2 separate regions of the Anser cygnoides genome follow, and region 1 is linked to region 2. The links are chromatin contacts, called in public Hi-C maps. All regions are on one chromosome and are shown on one strand. Each heading gives the region's core, a stretch centred on a gene start, on an enhancer-like site or on the middle of the called end of the contact. The rest is flanking DNA. Distances are from core to core; before and after follow the strand shown.

Region 1 (2,700 bases), core at 37-2,536, 690 kb before region 2:
TGGGCATTTCATACAACACCTGCATGGAATCTTAATTATTAAGAGATAATTAATTGACTTGACAGGCACATTTGACGAAGAGGAAAGCCACTGGCAGAACTAGAAACATTTTCCATCAACAAATTCCAAGTTCCACCAGAATACCGCTGCAGATCTTGTTGCAGGGCCACATAGATGGTAACTCCGGATCTTTGCTGGATCCCATCTCGCACAAATCCTATCAGTTATCACTTTGAACCGAAGACTACCATTGAAAAGACTTGTTAAATGACGGGGGTGTGACAGCTGTAAGAGCACTTTCACACCTAGAAGCTACTACACTTGTGGTATCCAATGTGTCCCACCCCCCCCAAAAAAAAACAAACAAACAAAGGCACCCCAAACACCACTACATCCAAAGGGCCACATTCACAACTGATTTTAACAAACTACAGGAGTTATATGGAGCTCAACTGCATTTTAAATTACAGATACTCAAAAAGCAGTGAGTTGGTGCTACCTGTAAATGTACGTAATTAAAGAGAGGGTTTACACATACAGTGCAAGTTTTACCTAGCTATAACAACTTCATTCTTCACGCCAGCCTTGCATTATTTTAAGTATTTGTGTATGTACCACACGCAAAGAGCACACACCTCCGTGTTGTAACACTTTATTGAAACCCAAGGTTACACTTCATTTCAGTTACAGCTGTGGCAGATTTTCACGTCAGACGAACTTCCAGCTCTCCTTTTTCCCCCCTCCCCTTTCTCTCAGGGCTTCCGGCACCGGCCCTCACTGGAGGCCGCAGGCCGGGGCTCCCACAAAGCACAAAACCCCCCGGTTTCATACCGATTTGCCCCCCAAAAATGTCCCACAGCCTACACGCCCCGACCGCCCCCCCCCCCCCGCCGGGTCCCGCCGGCCCAGCGGGCGCCAACCACCTCGCGCCCAGGACGGGGGGAGCCGTGGCCACCCCGCCTCGCGCGCGCGCTCACCCCCGCTTCGGCCCGTACCAACGCGCCGTGACGCAGGGGGGGACGGACGCGCGCAAGCCTTCGGGCCGGCGCGTTCTATCTACGGCCCGGCGCACGGGGGGGATCGCCCGCCCCCTCCCTGCCCGCTCAGGCAAGCGATGCCTCAGCCGCGGCGCTGTTCCCCTCCTTCTCAAGTGCTGTGGTACCACCCAGCTCCTGGTGGCCCGCCCCGGGCCCACGTGATCACTTTCCCGGCGTCCCCCGGGCTCGGCCCCGCCGCAGCTTCCCCCGCGCCCGCTCCGCTCCCGCTCCCGGGCCCGGCCCCGCCGCTGCCCGCGCTTGGCTCGGCCCGGCCCGGCCCGACCGCAGTCCCCCCGCCGCCGAGGGGCCGCTCCCGCCTCCTCCCCGCCTCTCACCTCTCCGCCCGTTCCTCGGGGCAGCCGCTCCCGGCCGGGACATGTCGGGCGGCGACTCCGCGGCGGCGGCGGCCGCGGCCTCCCCTCAGCCACTGCCCTTCTCGCTGCCCAAGCCGCCCCCCCTCATGCAGCTGACGCCGGGGGACGCCGTCCGGCCCGTGGCCGCCGCCGCCGCCGACCAATCGCCGAAGGGCAGCCGGCTGGCGGGCCGCCCCGATTGGCCGGCGGGCAAGCCAGTCAGCCTGCTGGCGCCGCTGCTCCCGCCCCGCGGCGAGCCCGAGCCCCTGATGCCCTTCGGGCCCTCGTCGCGGCAGCCGCTGCGGGGGCGGCTCCTGGGCAGGTGCGGCGGGGGCAGCCTGCTGAGCCCCGCCATGCGGCCCGGGGCCGTCGACCGCGGCTCGCTTATGGTGAGTGCGGGGCGGGGCGGGGGGAGCGCCGGGAAGCGGGGGGGAGGTGGCTGGGGGGACGGTGGGGGGGGTGGGGAGGGTGCTGCTGCTGCTGCTGCCGCCGCCCTGAAATGGCACCCTCAGGTGGTGCTTCCGTAGTGACCTGGAGCAGTTACCTGCGGAAGTGTGGTGCGAGGCCGGGCTGCGTGCTCTGCGAGTGAGTTCGTTCACAGCACGGCTCCTAAAGGACCCCTAGAACCAGCGCTTGTGGCCACGACAGAAGGCACGTGCTGTAATGCGGGAATTTTGAACGAACGGCATCTCTCATCCGTAGACATTTTTGTCCTTGCAGCGTGACCATACCAGGAATCGCGAGAGTAACAAAGTTCAGTTGTTTAATAAGGAGACGGTGATCACATTCACTGTAAAAACTACCAGATCACATTCATTGTAAAAACTCTCTCAGACTTGGATATGAGGAGTGAAAGGAATGCGTGTAACTTTGCACAGTGAGCAAACTCGCTCATAGTTGTTGCAGAAGAGCACACAGAAGTAGTTACAGGCCCAAGTTTAGTACGCTTTGCTGTGACAAGCCGTAAGGTGGCTTAAGAAAGACTTGTGGAGGTTTCATTTGGATGTTGGTTTAGAAACTTTATTTGTTCTAATGCTCACGACTCTAGAGGACCTGGAAGATCAAATGCTTACTGTCATTACTGCTACGCAGTGTTGAGTTAGTCGATTAAATAATTTTCAGTTCAGCGTTCAGCCTCTCTTTGTTCGCAATGCTTTTGTGAGTCGTTAGCTTCACGCTCATTTTTTTCCTTTGTTGCTGCCTTTCAGATGGGACACCCAGGGATGCCACATTACCCGCCCATGGGAATGCACCCCATGGGGCAGAGGCCACCGAACATGCCGCCGGTTCCGCATGGTATGATGCCTCAG
Region 2 (2,700 bases), core at 84-2,583:
ATTGGATCATTGAGTCCAACTCCAACTGGTAGATATGGTATGATGGACAAAGTGTTTGGATGTGGAATAAGCATGGGAAAAAAAAAAAAAAAAAAAAGATGAAAAAGATGAAAAAGAAGGACCTAAGATGAAAAAGAAGGACCTAAGATGATCCCTCTTACAGACACATCTCAGGCCAGAGAGGACAAACACTTCATGTTCCAGGTGAGACTTAAAAACGAAAGGATGCCAATTTGAACCAAGGTCATAGAGCTGTGAAAGTATAAAACATTTTGAAGATGTGAAAGAAAACCAGCCTGATTCTGTGAATGAAGCGGGAACATAGGCATTTGTAATGTGTGTGGAGATGGCTTTGGGATCAGCACCCTAACTGAGCCACACTAATGTCGTATTTATGTTCAACACTTTCTGTGGATAGCGATTTACCTACTGAATAGAATACATATAGTCAGTAGGCATGAAATAATAAATATTAACTGTCTATTTCTGTTTTTCTCTGGGAGCAACAAGGCCGTGCCCCCAAACACAGCTTGTTGCACTGCGGGGCTGCCAGTATGTGCTCGTAACTTCTGCAGTTAATTAATTTCATGTAGCAGCAAGTACATAAATAAAAAATTAAGACTTTAACCCAGGGAATTACCTCAGCACAAATACAGTTTGTAATGTAAAAGTTTATTTTAAGTGAAGACTTGCTTGCAAGCTCATGCCACTGCATATCCCAAAAACCTAGGACTAGGGAGAAAAGGCAGTCCATAAAGATGAAGTGAGGGAAAAAATAAACACAAACTTTGGTCTGTTGAAGGAAGGTTTATTGAAGATACTGAAGGAAGCTACGGATCGTCCTTCGAGGACATGTTTTGTCAGCAGAAATGGCATTTTTGCTCCCAGTTCTGACTTTTAAGGCACCTAATGGCCTGGGGGGAGACGGAAGCCTCCCGGTTTATTCGCCCCGGTAACACCGCCTCTCCCCCTGCCACACTTCACGGCCCTCCGAGCGCCCGGCTCGGGGACGGGCCGGCAGCACGCTGCGCTGCTGACCCCTGGCGCCCCGGGCGGGCACTGCGCCGCCCCCCGCAGCCGGCCCCGGCTCCCCCGGCTCCCGTGAGGGACCCCACGGCAGGGCGCTGCGCCCAGGGGTGCCCGAGACTGGTGGCGGCCGCAGCCCGGGCGGGCGGGAGGCAGAGAAAGGCGGCGGGCTCTGAGGGGACAACATGGCGGCGGCCGCCCCGAGGAAAACCCCGCCGCCGCCGGCCCCAGGCGGTCTGATCGACGTGCCGGCGGAGCAACTCGCCGGGCCTGGCGGCGGGCGGGGAGGCGGCTGAGGGGGAGCGCCGCGGGGCGGCGGCGGCCGCCATTTTGTAGGAAGAGCGGAGCGGAGCCGGGCGGTTCTTGGCCCCCGTCGGTCTCCGGTCCCCCTCGGTGCCCCTCGGTCCCCGCCGCCGTGTGCCTGGGAGGAGCGGGCGTCGCCGCGGGAGGCCGCTGTCAGGGCAGCGGGGGGCGGCCCCGAGGGGGGAGCGGGGCCGGGCCGGGCGCCTCAGGGCCGCTGCGTTCGCTTCTCTTGCAGGGGGAGCCGGGCCGGGGCAGCCGGGCGGCGGCGATGGCCAAGGTGAGCAACCCCCCCTCGGCGGCTCGGGGGCGCCCCCGTCTTCCTCCCCCCTTCAAAGCAGCCTTTAAAAAAAAAATAATAATAATTCTCAAGAAGAGGTCGCCGGGAGTGTCATCCTTCTCCCCTCTGAGCGCCCGAAGCGTATCATGTGTTAAGGTGAAGCCTTTAAGTTCACTGGGGTGCTTTCAGACTGAAACATAAAACATACTTTACTGATCTGGTTTGTTTTGTCACCGAGACGGGAATGTTCTTTGGTCTCAGCGGGATTTTTTACTGGGGTGACGCCAGGTATGTAAATATTTGCAGTAGTGAGCTAAATCAACGTATCGATAAAGAGTGGTAACATCTCCGCCTTAAATGAACCTGCTGATAAGGAAAAAATGTTTCTCTTGTGATTATGTGTCATCGATAATTGTTTCTGTATACTTTAATCTGTGTATACTTCAATATATGCGTTTGTTTCACAATAACTTATTTCAGTAGTGCTTTTACATGGTAAGGGAAAGGTTCAAGTGGGATCAGCAGGGTTTGTTTTTGTTACACAAATCTTTTAAACCTGCTGTTTTAGACCTAGACAGCTTAAGACCTTAACTGTAAAAACTTGATAATGTTAGTAAATTAACTGTGTGTTAACGTGTTTGAGTCGTCGTGATGTTAGTAAGATGTATCAGACACTGTATGTTTGTGTGGAGGTAGTATGGAAGGAGCAGGTATTTATTGGCTGAGGTCCTGACAGTTTGAATAGAGTCTTTATCAAAACATGTGAGTAGTACAGTTTTCTTACTTTTTTGGAAATAAGCTTTTTGGTTACATACTTAGTGGTAAACATATGGGTAAACTCCTATATGATCAAGAATACAATATTTGAGGAAGAACCCGTTTCTCAAAAACTGAAACGTTTCTCAAAATAATTTCTTTCTCTCATTGGGAAATGAAGTTTTATGAAAACACATTGACTATAGCGGGGAGCGGTTACGTTTTCCAGGGATGTGTGTTTTGTAGATTTAAGATCTTTTAAATTATGCTTTACCTTTTGGGTGTATGATGGGTTACTTTTGTTACGTGTGTGGAACTGTGTCATGAAAGTAACCCGT

The links. Hi-C and Micro-C count contacts between places; a contact is called where the count stands out from the background.
Region 1: a contact with region 2 is called in a Hi-C map of liver, with 14 times the contacts expected there. The contact joins the promoter of PRPF40A here to the promoter of MMADHC in region 2. A contact is called at or near these places in 2 of 7 Hi-C or Micro-C datasets (both in liver).

Annotation. Positions count from the first base shown.
Region 1 is chr6:40,772,575-40,775,274 of Taihu_goose_T2T_genome, reverse strand. PRPF40A (pre-mRNA processing factor 40 homolog A) reads left to right here and starts at 1,286. Exons shown (of 26, transcript XM_066999323.1): 1 at 1,286-1,779; 2 at 2,599-2,700. The coding sequence starts at 1,414. LOC125185025 (a long non-coding RNA gene) reads right to left here and starts at 1,487. Exons shown (of 2, transcript XR_007169862.2): 1 at 1,373-1,487.
Region 2 is chr6:40,078,947-40,081,646 of Taihu_goose_T2T_genome, reverse strand. MMADHC (metabolism of cobalamin associated D) reads left to right here and starts at 1,333. Exons shown (of 7, transcript XM_048081015.2): 1 at 1,333-1,606. The coding sequence starts at 1,598.